Regions from separate parts of the Pan troglodytes genome. Here region 1 is linked to region 2. Evidence: chromatin contacts called from public capture Hi-C data. All regions are on one chromosome and are shown on one strand. The core of a region is the stretch at or near the end of the contact, and the rest is flanking DNA. Distances in the headings are between cores, read along the strand shown.

What was found. Capture Hi-C pulls out chosen DNA fragments and counts their contacts.
Region 1: a capture Hi-C map of stem cell-derived neural stem cells shows a contact between it and region 2, with 6 times the contacts expected there. The contact joins two enhancer-like sites. A contact is called at or near these places in 5 of 7 Hi-C or Micro-C datasets (blood, induced pluripotent stem cells, a lymphoblastoid cell line and 1 more), 1 of 1 datasets of contacts at active chromatin or transcription factors (stem cell-derived excitatory neurons) and 1 of 1 other capture datasets (stem cell-derived neural stem cells).

Annotation. Positions count from the first base shown.
Region 1 is chr2:49,224,914-49,231,858 of NHGRI_mPanTro3-v2.0_pri, reverse strand. No RefSeq gene overlaps it. Among named protein-coding and RNA genes, the nearest start is that of TMEM158, 9.6 kb to the left of the region's middle. Within about 2 kb of position 5,013, at least 2 of the 24 cell types and tissues checked have an H3K27ac peak or open chromatin away from gene starts, as enhancers often do. A contact at or near this core is called in stem cell-derived neural stem cells, where this site is marked.
Region 2 is chr2:49,043,175-49,049,594 of NHGRI_mPanTro3-v2.0_pri, reverse strand. CLEC3B (C-type lectin domain family 3 member B) reads right to left here. Exons shown (of 2, transcript XM_009445339.4): 2 at 3,441-3,983. The coding sequence ends at 3,583. Among named protein-coding and RNA genes, the nearest start is that of CLEC3B, 10 kb to the right of the region's middle. Within about 2 kb of position 3,359, at least 7 of the 24 cell types and tissues checked have an H3K27ac peak or open chromatin away from gene starts, as enhancers often do. A contact at or near this core is called in stem cell-derived neural stem cells, where this site is marked.

The DNA.
Region 1 (6,945 bases), core at 3,764-6,263, 180 kb before region 2:
TAAATGGCATTCAGTTCACAGCTAAGCCTTTTCCTCTGGCCGGAGAAGCCACTAGGAAAAGGAGGGGATAACAGAGGCTAACTGCCCAAATTCACCCAGCTCACTGGGGCTGGCGGCCCTTGTGTGCACCTTGTCATGGGTGCTCAGTGGGGCCTATTCCTGACTACCCTCTGGTCTCTTGCTGGTAGACCTTCTGTTCAGCCCCCGCCCCTTCAACTCCCCACCCCAGGGCAGACTGGCTCTTTAGACAGTGCCTTCGCCCTTCCCGGCTCTGCTGCGCCTCTTCTGGGACATCTCTCCCAGTGCAATACAGGGCTCATTCTGGGCTGGGAGTGCCGAACCCCTTCACCATGTGTGGGACTGCTGGGGAACAAACCTTAAACTGGAACACGGCTGCTTACTGCGTTCACTGTGGGCAGGCACTTACCAGACATCACCTTCCCTTCTTGGCTCTTCCTTGCTGGGTCTTTGGTTTTAGGGCAAAACTGCTTTGTGCAGCCTCCACACATGAGGAGACGCCTAAGGTCCCCTGGATTCTCCTCACCAAGGCTCCATTCTGTGGGGATTCTTGTTCTTGGTCTTTTCTCTGGTTCTTACCCCAAGTACAAGTTTCCTACTTGCCTCCAGCTCTCAGACATTTTCAAGATGCTCACCCTTCTGGTCTTACCATCTCCCATTAGCTCTAAGTAACTAATTTTTTTTTTTTTTTTTTTTTTTGAGACAGCATCTCACTCTATTGCCCATGCTGGAGTGCAGTGGCGCCATCTTAGCTCACTGCAACCTCTGCCTCCCGGATTCAAGCCATTCTCCTGCCTCAGCCTCCCAAATAGCTGGAACTACAGGCACCTGCCACCACACTCGACTAATTTTATATTTTTAGTAGAGACAGTGTTCCCTATGTTGGGCAGGCTGGTCTCAAACTCTGACCTCAAGGGATCCGCCCACCTTGGCCTCCCAAAGTGCTGGGATTACAGGCATGAGTCACCGTGTCTGGTGAGTAACTTAAATTTACACATTTTTTGTCCATTCCCCACACAGCAACACTGTCCTCGGTCAGCTCCTGCTGTTTTCTTTACAGCCAAGGTCTCTGCAGACAGCAGGCCCCCATGCTTTCGCCGCAATCTTCTGTTTCTGGTCTTTCTAAGAGGCTGCCTTCTTTTCTGCCCCTCACTTCCAGCTATCAAGATCACATAACCCTCAGCCCAATCGATCCAGCCAGTGCACCATCCCCTCCCAGCCTAGGCATCCTCCAAGCCTGTGCTGACACTGGATGCTTTCTGCCACACCCCGGGATGGGACAAGGCCCAAGGTTATTTTGAGGAGGGTGGGGATTTCCTGTGGTCGTCTGAGGACAGGTGGCATGGCTGTTCACTCAGGACAATTAAAGGCCTTTCTCCTCGTCTCACCCTTAGTATTTTCCTGGCGTTCTTATTGCCTGAGCATTCCCAGGACTGTCTCTCAAAGCACTAGAGTGCTGCCAAAGATGCATTCTTTTGTGTGCTTTCACAGGATCAGTGACAAAAATCAAAATGATTGGCATCTTGATAACACGCCAAGGCCTCATTTTGACTATGGAGACAACATGCCTCCCAGCAAGCTTTTTTGGCACTCTAGAAAATAACCTACCTTCCAGGTGCCCCACCAGGACCCCTTTTGTTCTGTGATTAGAGTCCTTGCCGGGCTACTGGCAGTCCTATCAGACTTCCTGAGGGTCAGTGGGCATGGGACAGAAGGCTGCTGGCCCTATCTCTCCAACCCCCCAAACACCCCAACCCCAATCTAGAGGTCAAGTGGCTGCAGGTTGGAGAAACTTGTTTAGAACCTGACAGAGCCCCCAGAGTCCCCTAGCGATGGCACTCCAGGCCCCTCTGAGCCACCACTGTTACCAACACACTTTTCTATCCCGGGGGTAACATTTGTGATTTCCAGCCTACCTGTAGGGCTGCCTTCTATGGTAGCCACTCTGGACTTAAATCATGATCCACACTGTGTAAGGATCTAGAACTGTGGTCTTGCTATTGTAGTACCTTGGAATCTTATTTCAGAATATTTATGATCCTCAGGAATTCCCTGGCTCAAGTTAATTCCATGTATTATTTGTTCTTGCAAGATAGATGCTGATTTTCTTACCATAGAATTTAACATTACGCCCTATCTTCCCTCCTGTGTTTCTAGATAACTCTGCAGCTGCTGAGGGAGGACTACACTAGAAAATAGTGATAATAATAAATATGATTATTATACAGTAATCATAATAAATATGATTACTAATAACGGTTCCCTTGGACTGGAGAGGGAAGAAGCAGAAGAAATAGAAGGAAAGGCAATAACTAAGAGGAGAGAAGGAAAAGATAATTGAAACATCAGCTCTAAGAACAGAAAGATGATCCCCTTTCTCATCAGCCCTGCACTCGCACAAAATGAGAGACCCAAATGCTCCCACCGAAAGGCACAGGGGAGAATGGAGTGGGTGCCCTGGAGCTGGAGGCTGAGGCACGGGGAGAATGGAGAGCAGAACATGCACATGGAGGACCCTCCATGGGAAGACTCCAGGCAGGAGGGGCACATGGGCAGGAGCCTGCCTGGTGGCTGGGAGCAGGTTCTGCTGGCTTCTATCCTGCAGAGCTATCCCAAGGGGACTAGCTCCATCCTCTCTCCTTGGATCACTGAGTTCCAGTGTCTCACTCAGCCTGAAAGGCACATCCCACCATGCCAGTGCAAGGCCATCACCATGTCCCTGAGAGGGGACCTGTGTTGGTTAACACTGTGCAGGTCCATCAGAGACTGAGAATGGATATTTTACCATACAGCATTGCCTGAAGTCATAGAATACCTTGCTAAGTAAAAAAGAAAGAAAAGACCACTCATCTTCCTACTACCCAAAACTAAGCCCTGCAAACATTTTGGTGCATGTAGTTGCAGTTTTGTTTTACACGTGTCTGTGACCATAAGTAATTATTCATATTAAAAAATGGAAATGGCCAGGCGTGGTGGCTCATGCCCGTAATCCCAGCACTTTGGGAGGCCAAAGCGGGTGGATCACCTGAGGTTAGGAGTTCGAGACCACCCTGGCCAACATGGTGAAACCCCATCTCTACTAAAAATGCAAAAATTAGCCCGGTGTGGTGGCAGGCACCTGTAATCCCAGCTACTCGGGAGGCTGAGGCAGGAGAATTGCTTGAACCCGGGAGGCAGAGGTTGCAGTGAGCTGAGATCACGCCATTGCACTCCAGCCTGGGAGACAAAAGCCAAACTCCATCTCAAAAAAAAAAAGGAACTGTGTTGTGCATAACTGCTTTTAAAACTTGTATTTCTTTACTAGACCAGTGTTATATCATAGAAAAATTAGAAAATACCACTCATAAAACAAATGAATCAATATCTCCAATAACCCCCAGCACCCAAAAGTGAGCATGACTGATATTTATTGATGGGTATTCAAATGGATATATTACACATATTTTAACCCCAAACTGGGTACCCACTTCTTAGCACCCTGCATTCCTGCACTCAGCAGCTCTTAGGCAGTTCCCTCCCTCTGCAGAAGGTCATAGAGGGCTTCTCACGGCAGGTGTGTGAAGGCTGTATTCTTGATGCGTGGGTCAGACATCAGCTGCACAGGATATTGAAATCTATCAAGGCCAAAGACCTAATGGAGATGGGGGAGGGAGGATTGGATCTGCTATATTTCCCTTCCCAAGTTTATCATCTCCAGACACATATCAAAGCCAGACCGAACTTCCCGCCCCTCCTGGCAGAAACATCTCTGCTTTTGTGTCTGAGATTTCAGATGAGGCTGATAAGGAACAGAACACAACTTTAGAGGATGAACAACTCAATTCGTCTCAAGTCATAACTGCGAACGGCTTCGTATTTCCTGGGTTTATTTGATGTCTTTGGTCCGAAAATGAATTCTGAGATCCAATTAGCAGGAAGGATATTGCTCCCGTGTAATGCTGCTCCAAGAGCTGTCACAACATATGGCTGAGTTAAAGCTGCAGCCAGAACCCCTCTGAAGTCAGAACATCCAGAGGCTTGCCAGAGAGGAAAAGATCTCGCCAGAGGTCGGGGAATCACCAAGGACAGGAACCACCAATGGGTCAAAATGTATTCGGCAGCACTCACAGTCAGTGGAAAGTGTTAAGGTCTTCCAGAATGGATCGTGACTTAGACTGGGTTCCCTAGAAGCAGAGCCTGAGATGGAGAGTCTCATCCAAGCGATGAATTGGGGCATGCTTTCAGGAGAAGGGGAGTGAGGGAAGCAGGATGGGGCAGGGGAAGTAGCAAAGCAAGCACGTGGTCTCAGCTGATGTGGGCTTCAGCCTGACCCCAGGGGAACCTCTGGAGCAGGCCGTGCACCACAGTTGCTGCACCTTGAGACAAAGGGCTGGTCTTTTGTATTTCCACTTTAACCAATCACGGGTCAAATTCTAGGTAGAGGAGTCAGCACAGCCTCCCTGGCAGCTTCCGTTTAGCTGGGCCCAGCTCTCTAGAAGGGGAGGCAGCTGGGAGAAGTCTGCAGCCTACACTCAGAGCAGCTGTAAGAGGAATGTGGATGGGGTTCCTGCAGCATTCACTGCAGACCTCACAGTGTTCTTCAGTGCCATTCCCATCAATGGTGGAGTGGGGGGTGCCCAGAGGACATGAAGCTTAAATGTGCCCATCAAAGTTTCAACTCCCTCTCCGGCCAACAATGCTGACCACCAGGCCTTGCCAGTCTCGAGGAGATCTGGCTGGGTGGTCTTGTCTCTGGTGTCCTGCACTGGGGCCCACTGAGGTACAGCTGGCTTTGTCATGCTGGCCCTCCCTAATGAGGTCAGAAGTCCCTGCCATCTGTCATTGCGTGCAAAGTCCTGGTTCCCCAGTATGTGCATTATAAGGGAAGCCCCTCAGTATTAGGGAATTTGCTGAGGCCACCAGCAGGCTGGTAATAGCATGGGACAGGACCCCAGGACACCTGCTTGCAGTACCTGCCCTGCCATGCATGAGCCGTTTGGCTGTGGCTTGAGCTTCCGTCTCCTCCTCTACAGAACAAGGGGGTTGGGGCAGGTAAGGCCCCAGTCCCTCGCAGGCCTGCAGTTTTGTGTTCAGACTTTCCCTCCCCATCTTCCAGGCCAAGTCAGACCACATCCACCACAAAGACACTTCCCTCGAGGATTTTTCCAGCAGGTAGACTGAAACAGAGGCCAAGTCCTCTCATTTTTCTGAGTGACTTGAAGGGGAAACATGTACAAGTAAGAAAAGAGGATGCTTAAGATATCAGAATGTATTTTGCCCTGGATTGTCTAAATTGGCTGTTTGCGTGGCTCTAATAATCTATAAAATCATTATGATTTTTGCATTTTTCTATTCAAATGACCAGGGCCATGGAGTAAAGATTTTTTTTCAAGTCAATGAGGTAAACAAGAAAGAAGAAATGTTTTACATTTTAAAAATGATTTCTTTGTCAGTTAGCAATGAATATCATGCTCTAAAGTAAGGAAGAGAAGAAATTAGCATGGGTTGTAGATGCCAGGAACTTGACCTTCCAAATCCTCACAGCAATCTAATGAGGGCTGTGCCTCCAAAGTGCACAGTGGGGCAGCTAGGATGTCCTCCCTGGGTGTGGGGAGAATCCTGGAATTTTACCATCTTGGTGTCTCAGAGATGTGCCCACACAGGCCCTCAAGAACTGTCTGTTGAATTGCATTATGAGCAAAAATTGTGTGTTCCTGTGGTTTCCTTGTAGGCCTCTTCCAGCCCAGGCTCAGAAAACATTGGGCAGATTTCCTGTGTGGCCTGACTAAACCGGGTTTTAAGCGCCACCAACACCTCTGTGGGAAATGCCATTCCTGTCGCCAAGTGACACCCACTCCAGATAGGCATCTGCAAGGAAAAAGCAGCTCTTCTGGTGGCTTTGTGAACCTTCACCTCGGTTTAGAGCACCTGAGGACAGATCGAGATGTGTGTCCCCACCTGGCTGCTAGACAGCCGGCCCAGAGAAACAGGAGATTCAGGTAGTCATCAGCAACGCCAGAGAAGCCCTCGCTCCACTGCCTTTCACCCAGGATGTCACAGACCCACCTCCCGGCCCACACACGTGCACGCCACCAGCATCAACATGCAGGCAGACACAGCCACTCCCAGATGCACCTCCCCTGGTGCCAAGAAGAGTTTTCAGATACAAGGAGGGAAAGGAACAGGGGTTTGGGCATCGCAGACCTGAGTTTGTTTGCATCTTAGCTCTGCCATTTTACCTTGCTGGGCATTCTCTTCCTCATCTGTAAAACAGAGAAAATAATACCTACCCAGCAGCCAGAGAGTTGGGAAGAGTAATTATGAAGAACCCCTAGGGTGTTCCTTGGCACATAGAAAGTGCTTCATGAGTGAGGTTTACTAATACTGATTGTTGAAAATCTTCAGGGCTGTTGTTCTTGATCTTTTGCAAGCATCCCCTCTCCCACTACCTAGAGTCTGGTTCACTCTGGGGCCCTGGGGATGTGGAAGGAAAGGTTTCTCGGGGCCTTCTGCCTCCCCTCTGGCCACCCCACTGAAATGGAGAGTCCCAGCACCGCATAGGGCTGGGGCCACAGGCTCTGCCGCTGCACTGGGGCAAGGACCCTCCATCGTTTCTGATCCTTCAGTGTGGGGAGGGGACTCTCCAGGTTTGCATCCCCTCAAAGAGTCTCTCTCCTGTGCTGAAGCAGCAAACAGATGTGGGATCCTCCAGGAAGGCCTCGCCACTCCAGGAATGGCCCAGCCCCACTCATACAGCTCCCCAAGTCCCTTTTCAATGTAGATCCATGACTGGCCCGATTCTAGGCTCAAATAAGCCCGTGTTCTTTACAATTCACACCCACCTCATTCCGGAACCCCCATGTCACACTTAATTTGCCAGATGAGATGGCCGAAACCCTGCAGATTCAGCTCAGCCTACCAATTCCCTTCAGAGGGAAGTCAAAGGCC
Region 2 (6,420 bases), core at 2,110-4,609:
CAGGACCAGCCTCAGGTCTCCCATGCACCCCTTTCTTCACACGGAGGGTCTCCATCTGTACTGCCTCCTTCCAGCTCTTCCTCCCCTTGGCTGGGATAGGCTGGGGTGAGGAAGGGTGAAGGAATGACCAGAAGGGAAAGGAGGAACAGGAACAGGCACAGCAGAGGTGGTGGAGTGAGGAGAAGAGAGCAAGACTCAGCCAGGTCTGTGCACATGGCTCCCACACACTAGTGAAGGCCAAGAGCTGACAGAAAGATCCTTCCCAGAAACCACCTCCTCCTGCTTGGCCATCCTCACAGATGCCGAGGGCAGCACTGTTCTCCAAGAAAGGGCTTAGGCCAGTGCCCCTGCAACTTAGTTTTCTAGCATTCCCCTAACACAATTACCATTAGCACAATTGATCAAATCATCACAGGTCTATGACATATTTTTATAAACACAATTAAACACTACTCTTAATCAGATGAATAGAGTTCTTAAAAATTGGCTCACATATCTAGCAGAATACAGCAGGATTCAGCATCAATAAGATTCCTATTTTTCACTTTTAGAGTTGTTAATGTTGAGAAACTTTGTTCAGGTAAGTAAGTTGGTGAGACTGAAAGGAGTTTTGTTATAGCAGTGTCACTTAGTACTTGAGCTTCTAAGGTAAAGGTCAAAAGTGTTCTGTCAGGAGGGAGAGCATTAGGACAAATACCTAAGGCATGCGGGGCTTAAAACCTAGATGATGGGTTGATAGGTGCAGCAAACCACCGTGGCACATGTATACCCATGCAACAGACCTACACATTCTGCACATGTAACCCAGAACTTAAAGTAAAATAAAATAAATTGTTAAAAAGAAAAAAGTGTTCTGTCATTGGAAATTACTTTGTATGGTCTATCAGCTGAGAACTTGATTAAGCTCATCTCGGAGGTTAAAGGCAAAGGATTAGAAACCACTAAGTTTGCAAAACAATTTTTCACATGGCCTTTTACTTAACACCTAAACCAAGATTTCAATTCGTCTTCTGTTTGGCATCCCCAAGGTTTTTTACACACCAGGCCACACCCCATGGTAAGAGCAGGAAGGGTGAAGAGCTGGCCTTTCTTTTGTAAAATGGAAAAGGGAGATTGCAAAACAGGAGGTGGGAAAGAAAGCCTGTTCCCCAGGCCTGCACCAAGGTAGCTCAATTCTAGTAAGGAGTAATACAAAAGAAAAGAGTAATAGAAACTGAGTCACTTAAAACGATCATTGTTTGTATAACCCCTGGGAAATTCTCCAAAGTGTGTACCTCTGAGGCAGGGCAGGGACTAGTGAGATGAGTGAGGCATTCACCTGGGGCACAAAATTTAAGGGGATACCAAAACTCAGTAAGCAAGAGAAATAATATTTGAATGCAAATTTTTTTTAAAATCAGAATTAATGTTCAAAAAATGGTGAAGAAAATGTCAAAATTTTAAGTAAAGACAAGATTGAAGGACAGGTATACTCAATTCGAAGTATGCAGATCTCAGCAGCCCAGATGTAAGCACATGGGTGGTAGATGAAAGATGGGTGATGGTACTCTTGCCCATACTGCCACCTGCTGCTGGAAGTGGAAAATGCCGACTGTCTTCCCAAAGAGTGTCACAGCAGTCGACCAGGTTCCACACTCACACGCAGAGGCATGAGTGCCCTCTTGTGGGCAGCCACCCAGTTCAGGAACTTTAAAAAAACCCTGTTCAGCCGTGCCTGGTGGCTCATGCCTGTAATCCCGGCACTTTGGGAGGCCGCGGCCGGCGGATCACAAGGTCAGGAGATAGAGACCATCCTGGCTAACACGGTGAAACCCCGTCTCTACTAAAAATACAAAAAATTAGCAGGGCGTGGTGGCAGGCGCCTGTAGTCCCAGCTACTCGGGAGGCTGAGGCAGGAGAATGGCGTGAACCCAGGAGGCGGAGCTTGCAGTGAGCCGAGATCGTGCCACTGCACTCTAGCCTGGGCGAGAGAGGGAGACTCCGTCTCAAAAAACAAAAAACAAAACAAAACAAAAAAACAGAACAAAACAAAACAAAACAAAACCCTGTTCACCTATATCCCGCTAGGAAGCTGAGTGGGGGATGAAAAGAATCCAAGCCTCGGAGTTACAAGATGTAGATTTCAGTCTAAGCTTTGCCTCTCGCTTGCTGAGGGGTCTGGAACATACCACATCACTCTTCTGAAGCAGTTTCTGGGCTTATGCCAATGGATCTCATCACCTCCTCCAACAATCGTTGAAATTGTTGAATTTCAAGAGGTGCTTTCTGTGATGATGAGGAACAGGCTGCCTGGCATGAAGTACGTACATAATTCTCTGTAAGCTGCCTCCCCCAACCACCCCATCTCCATCGATCAAATCAAACTATCATCCACTTATTATTACTGAAGGCGAGACACACTAGAAGACAACCAGAGAGAAACAGTTACTGCAGAAGCCCAGACAGTGGAGCACTGGCGGTGGCTGAAGGATAAGGAAGACTCCCCCAGGAGGGGTCACTACAGCCAGGCCCACGATGGCTGGGTGGGCCAGGTCAGGCCAAGAGCTGGCCAACAGCCTCTGAGGACCACTGGGCCACTTCTCTGATGTTTTATTTCAGTGACGTTCTGGCCACACGAAGCAAGCATTGCAGTGGTGGTGGAAAGGCCAAGGCCTTTGGAAACAGCCCTGGGTTAAATCCCGGCTCTGCTACTTACCAGCTTCAGGACCAGTGGAAGTCCCCAAACCTCCATGAGTTTCAACTCACTTTGCTTATTTTAAATGGTGATAATAGCACAGCTTGTCCTGGGTGGATCAGGTGAAATAAGACAACGTATTTAAAATGCCTGCGCCTGGACCCCTGAGCAGCTTTCTGTGAAGAGTGGGAAGGAAAAGGACGCACGGGTCGGGCAGTGCTGGCCGTCGTATTTGGCTCCTGGGATGTCCTGAGGAAGAAGGGGAATGCCCATCTCCCCTGTGGGCAGGCCCAGCTCCCCACTCCCCGCCGACCCCATAGCAAGACTCAGCACGTCAGTGCCTCCCAGAAATAGATCTACAGCAGGAGAGGTCAGCGGTGGGGGCATCCCCCTAGAAATGGGGCGGGGGGTGGGGGCGATGCTGGATTCCAGCAGATGGAAACGATTCTACAAAAAGAAGCCTGGAGCTTTGAATAGAGCTGTAACGTAAATAAAATATCGTGTCAGTGTTAGTTTCCTGGCTTTGGTAACTGTGCTGTGCTTAGCAGCAGACCGGGGCGTTTTCATCTCCCTATTCTTTCCCTCCTTCCTCTCCTCAGTCCTCCGCTCATTCCCACCCTCCTGTGGCATGAAGCGCGTGTGCTCAGCTCGCCCTCCTTCACCTCCTCCCTTCTCGCCTACTTCATCACGGAGGGAGCTTTCGAACCGGCTCCTGGGACCTCCTCCCCGCCCCGCGGACACAGCACAGACTGCAGCGCCTCTCCTCTCCGCGAAGCTGCACCGACTTTATTTGCAAAAAGAGGCTCCAAGCGCACGGAGGGGATGGGGGCTGCAAGGTCCCCACCCTCCTCCCGGCCTCCCGCGGCCCCTGCCCTCCTCCAGGCCCCCCACGGCCCCCGCCCCGCCGGCTACACGATCCCGAACTGGCAGATGTAGGGCAGCTGATCGCGGCAGCGCTTGTCGAACCACTTGCCGTTGGCCGCGCCTGACAGGACCGCGCAGTTCTCGGTCTTGCCGCCATCGGGTTGCGCGGTGATCTCAGTCTCCCAGTTCTTGTAGGCGATGCGGGCGCCGGTCATGTCCACCCAGGTGCCCTCGGCCGCCATGTCGTTGAGGCCCAGCCAGATCTCGGCCTCGTTGCCCACGCTCTGGCGCAGGTACTCATACAGGGCGTCGTTCTCCGAGCCAGTCTGAGGGGTGCCCAGTGTGCCCCCGCGCGAGATGCAGTCCTCGCTGGCCTCGTGGAAGGTCTTCGTCTGGGTGAAGGCCAGAAAGCATTTCATGTGCACCTTGGTCCCCTTCAGGCAGACTGGGAGTGGGGAGAAATGGCTGTCACCGAAGGTCCCCCTGTTCCCCAGGCAAAGAGCCAACCGCCCAGGCCAAGCCCACCGTCCTCCATCCCATCCCGTTTATCCCATCAGTCCTGACAGCCCCTTAGACCCAGGCAAAAGGGGTCCTGATGGTTCATGCACTTTGAGGACCTGGCTGTGGTGGCCACTGCCGTACAGATCCAGATCCCCACTCAGGAGGTCTTGGTGCTCCCGCGGCTGGGAGAAAAGGCAGCCCTTGTGCTACAGAAGCACCCAGCCCCAGCTGACACCCCTTCCCAGGCCTCCACCTCAGTCATTTCTGGCCTTTACCCACCCCATCTCCTTGGGTCACAGAGGCTGGCCTGGTGCCTGCACTGCAGCTCAGCTCTCCCTCTGCCCACTTCCTCTTCCCCCCGCCCCCACATGTGTGGCTCCTAGGGCTCACCCTAACAAATTAGCTCTGTCTCAGAGTCAGCTTCCCAGGGAGCCCAGCCACAGCCACCTGCTCTGGTTCTCCTTCCTCCATGCCCCTCCCTAAGATCAAGCAGCTTGCAGGGCCAGGGCACCTGCCCACCTACAGCCTAGGCCACACTTCATGTACCCAGGGCCCCAAATCCCTACCCAAACAGCCCAAGCAAGCTTCCAGGGCCTGCCAAGTGCCTTTTGCAGGGTCAGTTCTCCTGAGGGCTGGTAGGGTGGGGCTGAGAGGATAGAGCTGAGACTGCAAGAGAGAAGACAGGAAGTGCTGGGCACAGGCTGTGGTCAGAGGCCGGCGATCAGGCAAGGGACTCTGAGGTGTCCACAAATTCTCAGTTTGAGCCTGGCCCCAAAGGTTGTGATGAAGGCACATATTTGGTCAAGTTAGGAGGATAAAATCTATTTTTGTTTTGCAGTTTGCATTTTCAGCTTGATTTCTAGCTGAAATATCTAGACATACTCTGATTTCTCTTGAGATCATATAAATCGTTCACCTTTTACTAAAGATTTCTGTGGAAAGGAATATCTTGACAGACAGGTGTATGTTTGCATTTGTCCTCTTGCTGGTGACCCCACCACTTTGGGGGATGTCTGCACTCCCCTCTATCCATTCCCACTCAGTTACTTCCATTTCACTCAACAAATATCAATGGACAGCATCCCAGTGTCCCCATGGGCATCTGACACCACAACCGACTTTAAACATGGGGCCTGAAGCATTACAGAGGTGTCTACCCACAGACTCTGCCCCAAGTCAGCTGTCCTACCTCGTGCTATCCTGCAGCTTAGCCAAGCGGCCTTCATTGCCTTTCCTTCCTGCTGGTAACACTGACGTGCTACCTAGACTTTTGTTGGGGATGAAGGATTCACTGCCCTGGCTGCCAGGAATGCTGCAGGAAGAAAGTCCTCAGCTTTCAGCCTCCTGCAGGGACTGCCTCAGCAGAAGACAGCCATCTCTTCCAAGGCCGTGCCCCTCTCTAGAGCAGCCTACACCCAAGACTGACCCATAAGCCTTCTTGCCCCGACTCAGGACAGTGCTGAAGGGTCATCCCGTCATCAGGGCTCCCTGAAGTCAGCTGAGGCTTTCGTGGCACCACAGTACAGCTCGACTTCTCCCTCTGCCCACTCCTGCTTCCTTCCATCCCTTCCCTAGCACAGGGGTTGATCCTGAGGGTATCTCCTGATAAGTCTCCTGTGGGTTAAACTCCATCTCAGAGTTGCTTCCCAGGACCCTCACCTGAACCTCCCTCCAACACATAGGTAGTCCTCAGTCAATGCTACTTCTCGTGATACTATCATTGCTGCCAACATTTTGTTGCTCTGGTCTGTCTATTCATGATCCTGTTGATTTATGCTAGTCCTCCACACCTCTGCTCCTGCCCTGCCATCTGCTTGGAATCAACCCTCTTTATCTTCTCTGATTCCTACACAGCTTTCAAGGGCTCAAGTGATTCCATGAATATATTGAGGTTCCCAGGGAGCAGGGCCCTGGCTGGGTCACCTCTGCCTCCTTGTGCCTGGCAGAGATGTACCAGGTGGGAACCTCCCATGTGTGTGCTGGTTGGAGGAGGGAAAGGTTGCCCCCTGATTCCTTCAACTCTGGTTAGGTCAACAGAGCTCTGCAATGCTTTGGGTGGGTTTATTGAAAAGGTGATCTTTGGGTTGTGAGGACAATGAACAGGAGAAGGCCCCAAGAAGCCCAGCAGCTTCCTAGAAATCAGCAGACATGGGGGCCTTCATATGTCATGCTTTGGGCCTCCATATGTCATGAACTTTTTTCAGGGAGGTCCCCACCTCATTACCTCACCCCAGGTGGCAATTGATGCCTGGGTTACATTGACTTTGCACAGCACAGAGCTTAGACATGAGAGAGACCTTAGAGTTTACCCTGCCTACCTTACAGATGAGGAAACTGAGGCTCAGAGTGGCACTGGGCTCATTCTAAACATACCCGCTGTG